Regions from separate parts of the Anas platyrhynchos genome. Here region 1 is linked to region 2. The links are chromatin contacts, called in public Hi-C maps. All regions are on one chromosome and are shown on one strand. Each heading gives the region's core, a stretch centred on a gene start, on an enhancer-like site or on the middle of the called end of the contact. The rest is flanking DNA. Distances are from core to core; before and after follow the strand shown.

Region 1 (4,897 bases), core at 96-2,595, 180 kb after region 2:
GGGTCAGGTAGTGTTGCAGAGAAGCACATCAAAAGGAGCAGAGGGCCCTGATACAGCAGCTGCTTTCATGGACAGCCTGAAAAGGCTTGGGATTCAAGTTCCTGAGAAAGCAGGTTTCTTTTTTACCCAACGGTCATCTGAGGTCTGAGTGACAACTGTAGTCTTGCCAAAGCACATTTAGCTGAACCAGTCCAGAAATCCTTAAAAGCATTTTGTCCTTACTCCCAGATCCGGGCAGGGTTACAGTGGAGGTTGCATTTCATCATCCCACATATGCTAGGATACTAGGATACAGAAATATCTTTGGTAAGCTACTTGTCTCTAACAACATTGTTATGAATAGGCAGTAATTTTCCTTAAAATCATAAGGCATTTTCAGCCCAAATTTTAATTATTTTTTTTTGCTTTTTGTGCATCAACAATGACATCTAGTGGTTTCTGATGCTCTTTGCAGTGCCTGGCATTTCTCTCTCTCTCTATCCCTCTCTCTCTCACTACTCACTAGCTTTTTTTTTTTTTTTTTTTTTTTTTTTTTTCCTGTATCTTCTGCAAAAGTTATTAGGTCTTTCCAGGGCTTTCCCAGCAATTTCCTATCTCTGTTCTTTTTAAGAGAAAGGAACAGAAAGCATCACATTTATCCTAAGTCAGTGATTTTAAAACCTCAAAATATGTGTTCCTGTAATAAGGGTTTGGTGTCTGTTCTTATTTTATTTTTTAGGTTTTAGGCAGCGATTATTTTATGTTTTGTTTGTTTGTTGTTTGTTTTGTTGTGTGTTTTTTGTGTGTATTTGTTGTTGCTTTTTGACACTTTCTGGGTATTTTGAACCTTTTTTTTTTGTGAGGAAGGCAATGCCAAAGTGGGCAGGGCTGCAGCTGAAAGGCTGTAGACCCTGAATTGAGAAATGGCACAAGTGTGAGGGGAGCTGGCCTTGTGTGTTCCCCTCAGTGCAGGACAAGCCTTCCCCAGGCTACTCACCACAGAACCCTTGTCCAGTATGGGGCTAGGGCAAGGAGTGAGCTGTCCCCAGGGCAGGAGCCAGTGGAGAGCATCACAAGAAGTTGGGACATGATGTGAGAGGCCTTATCCAGGTGCATGGGGGGAACTGGCCAAACATTGGTGGGCTGGAGAAAGGAAAGTGGGACGCAGGTCTCTGCACTGGGAGGGTTGGGCTGGGGAGCATGGTCGAGTGCTTAGGGAAAAGTGCTATAAATCTGTCTTCTGAAAGGTTAAAAAGGGATCTTAGACTAAAAGTTTTGAGAGAAACTATGCCAGTGTGCGCTGTCCTGCCCCAACAGGAGTGGGTATCGCTGCGGTGGGAGCCACACTGCCCCACCACCAGGTGTCGCAAAATCCCACCAAAACCTGCGGGAGCTCCTCACTGGGGCTTGGGGAGCCGTGCCCTGAGGAGCTTGGTGCTTCTGGAGCACTTCAAACCTTAGCCGTGCCTTTAACGCTGCTGTGAGGAGTGAAGGTGGTGTAAACTTAGTGTAAAGGACTCTGGCCTCCTCAAACTTGGAGGAACAGGGCTGTACAGGTCTAGTCAGAGCTGGCTGCTATCTCCAGAAGAAGGCTGTGGTCTGCTGCTTTCCATGCTGCAAGGCTTTACGTATAATTGCGTCATCCTTTTCCTTGGAAGGACATGTGTCAAGTACATTGCTGACCCTAAGCACATCATTTTTTTTCATTAATAAATGAAAATAGTAAGGGGGAAATGGAGGTATTTCTGAAGGAAACTTTCACTATAAACTTTAAAAGATGAAATCCGCTGATTCAAGATAACTGATGTGTCCTGCTTCCTTACATCTGTCACCTTGTGTTACGCACAAGATGTGACCTGTGAGCATGCGTCACCAAAACAAGCCAGATTATATCTAGTCACGTCAGAAATTTCAGGAGTTGCTCTGAGACGGGCAAACCCAGACATGCTACACAGCCTCAGTGACACACAGCTGGTTGCACAGACCTGATTCCCTCAGTGTTTATGTAATCTTTGCTTATTCAAATATTTGTGTTTGAAATGATACACGTTCAAAGCTATTCCAGATTTCATATCTAGAGTGTCCATTTCAGGAATAATATCTCAAACAGAATCCCCTTGGTACTGTTGTGTTTGCTAATGCCCTCTACCTTAGTCTTCCCAGTAGCATATTGACCTGGGAGAGGAGCTGGGCTCTCTTTGCTCCCAAATGTCACTATCCTACTGCGTGAACCTACCTTCTCAGTGCTTATCTTACAAAATGCTATTGTTGAGCCTGGGCTGGGTTGGAGTGGGTGAATGATGACAGTTCAAAGACTCCTTGGGTTCTTATTATTTTTATTTTTTCCTCTGGATCTTTCCATTCTCAGTTTGCCCAGCAGGGCAACAAATTTAGTTTTGCAAGCCACAATAAAGAGCTGCTTCCAGCATCCTGGAGTCTGCCCAAGGAACACCCATTCCTTGCTTTCTCTCCCTCTCCCCGCCTCCCCCCCCCCCCCCCCTTTTTTTTTTTTTTTTTTTTAAGAATTCAGAGGGTTCAGCAATGGTGGCAAACAAGATGAAAACCGGTAACTCAAGTGGATCGGTCCCACCCCATTTCAGGTTGGACTAATCAAGATCATTACATTACAATGCAGACAAAAAAAAAAAAAAAAAAAAAAAAAAAAAAAAAAAATTCTGGTTCATGTTTGCTTTCTGTTGCATCATTTGGGTTTGTCAAAAAGCATTATTGAAAACCAAGGATACTAGAATACTTTATAGTGTAGATACCATATAATGTAGAATATAGTAACATAATTTAGTTTGTAGTAAGAAGGCAGCTCTTGGAGGCTTGAAAACAGAGTGAATGATGTTCAGTCATGTATGACAAATGGAAGGTGAGGAATATACGCTATCAAGATCAATCTGTTTTTGTCAGGTTTTCCAAGAGGAAATTTAGAGAATTTAAGCTACTTATTATGGGTAGAAAATACCTTTCCACAGAGACTGTGCTCTCCTTCGGGAAAGTTCTCAAAGTTTACAAAACTTACAAACAAGTTTACAAAATTCAGCACACATTAAGAGGAGCAAAGAAAACTCTTCATACAGGTAAAAGAATCAGCATACAAGAAGTAAAATGATAATGGGTTATAAGAACTTGCATTGCAATGTATTTCTGTGACCTTTAGAGATGGAAACAGTTATAATTACTTTTAATGACTTGGTCATTCACAGCAGGAATAACAGTGAAAGTTAGGTGCAACTATGGCAGCATTAAAGTATGTACACAGCCATGATGATTATGTGCATGCTTTACATTCAGGTCCTGTTAATGAGGAGCTGTTGGAGGATGCTCCTAGGTAAGTGCTATTGTGTTTAGAGCAGGTGGAGCTTTGCATGTATACAGCATTCAGCCAGTTATTCTGCTGAACTCATGGAGGCCAATACTATTTTTTTTTTTTATATACTTGAAAATGCTATTCAGCGCCTATGGACTCTCTTATTTTATTAACGTACTCAAGGCCACCATTCTGTATTGCTGCAGTCATACTGTAGGATCTCTGCTTATCAAGAAACCAAAAGAACACTCATCTTTGAAAGCAAATTCTCCGTACCCACATAAAAAACAGTTAATAGAAAGCCCTCCATATGAAGTCATTTACTATTTGTGCCATATGTTGGGTATACTGGGCAAATGTAAACATGTCTAATTTACAAATAGATCATATGTCCAAAGAATTTCTCTCATGCTGTTCAGATCTACTGATAAATGTGACCTCTGATCATAATTCATTTTGCAGGAGGATTTGTAACCACTATTTAACTTACCTAAGTAATTTCTCATTCTTCCTGAGGCACGTCGTCAGAAGACTTCCTCCTTAATTATAAATATAGGAAAGGGTGTGAAAAAGACTTGGATGTTGATATGTATGGGAATGTATGTTTCATTCAAGATCATTGTCTTTTGGACCATTAAAAATAAATTATAACTAGTTGTAAACAATTAATTCAATTTCCTTTATTACAGTGTAATTTAATTTCTAATTGCCACGTGTTTCCATTATATTTTTTTACTCTCTCTTCATAATATATTGTTTTTACTCCACCACCTCCTAAGATCCCCTTCTGTTTTCTCTCAATAGAAATAACAGTCTGCAGACCATCGCCTTGTAAACATTATTATCTGTTTATCGCCAAAGCCTGCTTTACAGGTGGGGCTTGCCCATTGTAATGTTGTCCCAGTGGAAAAATAATGTTTCGTTTGCTCTAGTCTGTGCTATTTTCAGGTGATCTTTCATGAAGCTTTTCTGTTCTACGACTCATTCAGCACATGATGTGTTTAATGTAAGCTGATAGGCAGTTAGGTAGTATAATCAAATCAGCATGCGTTTCCATATTTATAACCCTGCTGAGGTAAACTCCAAATCTGGGGCACTATGGTGCTATGAGGGACAGGAAAAGGCAGGTTGTATTTGATTTCCCTGGCTAGCTGTCTTTCGCTAACCATGGAGATAAACAAGGACAAGTGCAAGGTCCTGCACCTGGTCTGGGGCAATCCCAAGCACAAATACAGTCTGGGTAGAGTATGGATTGAGAGCAGCCCTGAGGAGAAGGGCCTGGGGGTGCTGACTGATGGGAAAACTCAATGTGAGCTGGCAATGTGTGTTTGCAGCCCAGAAAGACAGCTGTATCCTGGGCTGCATCAAAAGAAGCATGGCCAATAGGGCAAGTGAGGTGATTCTCCCCATCCACCCTGTCCTCGTCAGACCCCACAAAGAGCACTGCATCCAGATCTGGGGCCCCCAACATATGAAGGATGTGAGGCTATTGGAGTGAGCCAAGAGGAGGGCCACAAGAACTATCAGAGGGCTGGAGCACCTCTCTTATGAAGAGAGTCTTAGAGAGTTAGGGTTGTTCACTTTAGAGAGGAGAAGGCGCTG
Region 2 (5,019 bases), core at 2,354-4,853:
CCAGTAAAATCTGTGATGAAAGCAGCCTTAAATGGGTATGTTTGTTAGGTTCTGCATATGTTCACAAAATTAAAAAAAAAAAAAAAAAAAAAAAAAAAAAAAAAAAAGTCGGCACGTAGCCCAGCTCAGCACAACTTAATGGATGAGCTGCAAAATGCTGACGTGCCACCCCTGGAGCGGAGCAGGCAGCTAGGAGGTGATGTTGGCTGCTCCGCAGTGTGTTGGCTGGGCTGCTGGCGGTGAGCCCCGTGGAGCACCCCGTTCCTGTGGGCTCCAGCAGCACAAAATCTCCAAGAAAGCTAGGGCTGGGTCTGTTTGGGGATCTCTTCTTCCACACTGTCAAAGCAGTTTTGTTGTTTATGGCAGTCTGTTTGCTGTATAATCTGGTGTGCTCTTGGGCCTCTTCAAGCCAAGGACATCCATAATTCTCTGATAAAACCAGGAGGGCCACTACCTTGTGCATCTCGCCCAGGCAAGCGAACCAGGTCCAAGCAGTGTGTGGCCAAATGCCAGGTATGCTACATATGACAAAGAGCTTGTAAAGCAAATTTAATAGCCTTGCTGTTTACAAGCAGCATTTTTATATTTACTATTGAAGTCATGGAATGTTTCTGTCAACTGTGGCACTATAATAAGCTGTTTTAATTATTTTATATATGTCTTTATAAGTCATCCAAGTCTTATTTATATAAGATGTTCTTTAAAGGGACGCCATCACTGGTTAATGACATAAGCACAGTAATGCTTGCTTGCTTTTAATTGAGATCAGTTCTCATGATTATTAACAAAAATGGTTACAGTTACGCCATGTTCGGGTTGGTTTTAGCTCTGGCATGGAAATGCACGTTATGCTGCGCTGCTGGGATGCCAGGGAGCCATGGCAGTCACAGACAGACCCTCCAGAGGGACTCTGGAGCAACAGCCGGGCCCCGTGCAGAGCTCTGGGGTGACCAGTCCTTCCCTCTGTCCTGGCTGCTGAGGGTTGGAGTCGAGGTGTTCGGCCAAAAAAAAAAAACCCACGGCAGCAGTGCTGTTACTTGCAAAGCACAAATAGGCACCGTCAGGTCTCACCCCCCTAGCACTGCCAGTCTGTCTTTGATTCAGCAAAGGCCGAACTCTTCTCTCTGTTCGTGGCTGTGAGCTGGGTTCAGCTCAGTCTGGTTCACGCAGAGTGCCGTGGCTGGCAGGCACAAGCAGTTGCAGGAGGCAGCCCAAGTTCCCCAACACCGCTGGTGCTGCAGGCACTCGGCGCATCCTCTGCTGTGTGTTATTGGAGGCTGTCTGATGGCGCTCATCTCCCTGCCTGCTGCCAGGTCCCTTCCTTCTGGCGATCAGCACTGCAGCTTCCTTGTGGTTCTTCTCTCTGCCCCTTCACTGCTTCTCACCTTGGGACTTGCTCCAGTCCGTAAATGAGCTACAAGCCCCCGTGGCCCAGCTCCTGTGTGTGCTGTGTCTGTGGCCCTCAGTTCTCCACTGGCACCAGGCCAGCAATGCGGGTGCACAAACTCACCAAAAGGTGCACTGGAGACTCGGGTTTGGGTTTATTCTTCATTACTGGCATCTGCTTAAGTCTCACTCTTTCTTTGCTAAATCAATAGAAGTTTGCTGGCCTGCTCCAAAGCAGTATCAGGTGCTGCTCTATGTAGATGTTTTGGTGCCAGTGAGGGCTTTGCAAGCACTGAGCAGCCAAAGCTGCTAACCCACCCTGCTGAGCCTCACCCTGCGTGTGGTGCCTGCCCTCCGCGGTGCTGTGCCGCCTCTCCAGCTTCCAGCTCTGCAGCTGGACGCCCTGGTGGCTCCCCTTTTGTTTTGCTCCCGAGATAAAATAACACTCTCTTTCATGAAGGACTCCTTGAACTCAAAGGAGTGGGTAGATGCGAAGCAGCCAAATCCATGAGTCAGGCTTTTCTGCTTTCAGCACTGATAGGAAGTGCTTGGACTTGAGCTGTGACCCACAGAGGTGGGCTGCCGCCACCCAAAGGTGCTCAGGGCCGGCAGCTGGGCAGCAGGGTGGACAGGGCAGGAGGAGGACTTGTCACCTGGGTCTGCTGCTGAGAGCTGCCGGAGAAAATGCTAACGTTTCGCTCCTGACAGCTTTGTGCCTGCGGCCAAATTTCAGCAGTGGTGAAGCTTTCGATGCCAAGAATTTTGGCATTGGTTTTGGAGTATTGGAGTAATTCAAAGTATGTGGAGACTGAGGGAGGAAAGAACCCAGGTGAATTTAAAAATGCTTTTCAGTGAAATTTTTGCAATGTTTGCTGTTGTTTGCTTTATCTCCTTTGACTTCTGTCCTGCTGTAGAGCCATATTATCTAGAGGAATTAAAGTCTGATGGTTAAATTCCACATTAAAATAAATAAACACATTAGAATCTTTTAGAACTAAATCACAGCACTGTTACAGTAAGCCCTGAAAGGACAATCCAAAAATTACTCATTTAGCAATATTTTAGAAATTATTTTAGGTGCCTGCCTTTAATATCCTTTGACATGTACTTCTTAAGTGATTTATCCATGCATTTATAGATGTCTTTTTTTTTTTTTGCTTGGAATACAGCAGAAGTAGGTCTTTGATATTTAGATCCGCATAATTGTTCTTGGAATTTTTCTCTGGATGAAGCTTTTGGCACTGACAATGCTTTATGTGAAACAACCCTGTATCTGGATCTCATTCATCACAGATCTTGAAAAGAAATGTCTTGGCTTTCAGATAGGGACATGGAACTCTTCAAATGACGAATTTAAACTATAAATGTGTATGTACATTTGAATATACATTCCTTAAACATGCAGAGCTTATGTAAGGCTCAGATCTGTATACATTCCATTATTCTTAAGTGCAAATTTTAATGCGTTATAGGCAATTGAAAATGCACCTTTATATTACGCTGCATATGAATAGGGCAACGTTTGCCAAATAAATATATTTCCTCGAATTCTGTTCTGGTTAGACATCATGAATAGAAACCGGAGATACTGCTGTATATTCAGGTTGTTGTCAGCTTGCCTCTGCTGCTTCTCCTTGCAGTGTTTTGCACTGGGGCATTCAGCAGCTGACCTGTAGGGAGCATTGAGCAGACCCAGTCTGGAGCTGGGATCCTGGTGTTTGGGGTAAGGGTTGTGCAAGTGTAAAGCGCACAGACAGCCCCTGTGCCTGCTCACAAACTACCACAGTGCACGGGGGGAAAAAAAAAAAAAGCTGGTGTGTGTGTTGCAGAAGGGAGGGGTGGAGCAAAGTGAGAAATAAGTTTTCTCTGTCTGTGATCTCGATGCCTCCAGTTCGGGAAAGGTGTTTACGAGCTGAGATTTGTCCCACTGCTCTCCACGTAACTGCTTCTAGTGTGTAAAATTAAGCTCATACATCCATCACTTCAGGTTCAGGGCTTATCAGTGTAATGGGAGGGTGGTTCTTGGAGCCAACGCTTGCTTTAGATGGGCCACTGGAATGATAAATTGGAGCATTTGGTTGCATTAAAGCAACTTAGTTTCTGTTAGTAAAGCCTAGCAGTTCTGACGTGGAGCCTGTAGATTAACGCACGCCTTTGTCTCAGGTCTGACCTAAGGAACTAGCATTTAGGGACAAGAAATGAATTAAGTCTCGTCTCTGTACTGACTAAAAGCCTGGCTGCTGCCTAGCATACCATTCGTGGAGCCAGCAGTGGTCATGTCTTTGCTTGAGACCATCGTAAATTGCATTTATTAATGGCAGATTATGTAAATTTCAGCCAAGTCTTTATCAGCACTTAGGCCAGACACCAGATAAACAGTTGGCCTCAATTCTGGCCTCTAATAAAATTGTACATGAAACTTGAACCCAGTTTTGCTCTTTCAACACGTGCTTAAAAAACGAGCTGGCTCCTCGGCAGTGTAAGCTGGCAAAGCCTCCTGCAGCCAAAGCAGCTCTGCTGCTACGGATCAGAGCAGGATCCAGCCCTCTGCTCCTGGTGGGAGCACTCTGGCTCCTGCCCTGGCCCCGCTGGGCTTGCAGGGAGCGAAGGAGCACTGCCCAAATCCTCCCCTGTGCATGGGGCCGCCACGGAGCCAGAAGAGCTCCGCATTGCTGTTTTACATCTCCACAGCTTGGCTGTGCCTCATGTTGTACCCTTGAGGGCAGCTTCCCTTCGCATCTGTCCTGTGATTTCCCTCCATGCTGCCGGTTGCATGGAGACAAACCTCCTGCTGCCCCTCGATGGGGTGGCCGAGCCCCCGGGGACGGTGCTGTGGGCAGCGCGTGGCGTGACCACTGCGTGGGTGCCACGGCAGCACGGGCAGCGTTCCGCACTGCAGCCTTTATGCAGTTCTCCTAATTTTTTTTTCGAGGCTTTGAAATACTTTTTGACATCTGCTCTTCATTACACAACAATATAGCTGTCTTTTTAGGAAAAGAGACATTTTTCATTATCCATTTCAAAGTTAACAAACGCATTTTAAAATGCCCACAGTAACTGCAAGGGATTTGCTTTCAGGTGATTTGGTCGTGCAGTCAAGTCCAACTACAACATTGTTTTCTGTTCCATGTCTGCATTTTACCTTGGTCGCAACTAAAACCAGGTTTTTATCAGAGTTCCTGGGTTTGTTTTTTATTAAAGAAATACTTTGACTTAGCCTGGGTGGACGACATGAAACTCTGGCAGGAAATCTGAACTTTGCAGTACTGCGTGTACCGAGTTCATCAGCACAAGCGTTTTGTTTGTTCTTTATGTGGACAGCATGGATGTGTTGGGGATTTTTCCTTTCCAATTAAAGACATCATATGCTTTTTCTGTTCTTATTTTTTCCACTTGGGTGTAAAAAAAATAAAATGGTCTAAGCTTTGAGGGTTTTTTAACGGAAGTAATGTGTCAAAAATTTAAAGCAGAGGTACCTAGCACCAAGAAGCTGACCTCTCTTTGCCCTTTTGTGCCACAGCGCTGTAGGAGCACTTCTCTCTCTGAAATGCTGGAGCTGGATGTAGGGCTTGGGCTGCTTTCCAGCAGGAAGGATGCTGTGAAGGAGAGGCGAAGGGTATGGTGTCTGCGGTG

Evidence for each region. Hi-C and Micro-C count contacts between places; a contact is called where the count stands out from the background.
Region 1: a contact with region 2 is called in a Hi-C map of F1 follicle, with 4 times the contacts expected there. The contact joins two enhancer-like sites. A contact is called at or near these places in 5 of 8 Hi-C or Micro-C datasets (F1 follicle, F5 follicle, liver and 2 more).

The regions. Positions count from the first base shown.
Region 1 is chr13:19,226,451-19,231,347 of IASCAAS_PekinDuck_T2T, forward strand. No RefSeq gene overlaps it. Among named protein-coding and RNA genes, the nearest start is that of FBLN2, 140 kb to the left of the region's middle. Within about 2 kb of position 1,346, at least 1 of the 8 cell types and tissues checked has an H3K27ac peak or open chromatin away from gene starts, as enhancers often do. A contact at or near this core is called in subcutaneous adipose tissue, where this site is marked.
Region 2 is chr13:19,043,693-19,048,711 of IASCAAS_PekinDuck_T2T, forward strand. No RefSeq gene overlaps it. Among named protein-coding and RNA genes, the nearest start is that of FBLN2, 39 kb to the right of the region's middle. Within about 2 kb of position 3,604, at least 2 of the 8 cell types and tissues checked have an H3K27ac peak or open chromatin away from gene starts, as enhancers often do. A contact at or near this core is called in subcutaneous adipose tissue, where this site is marked.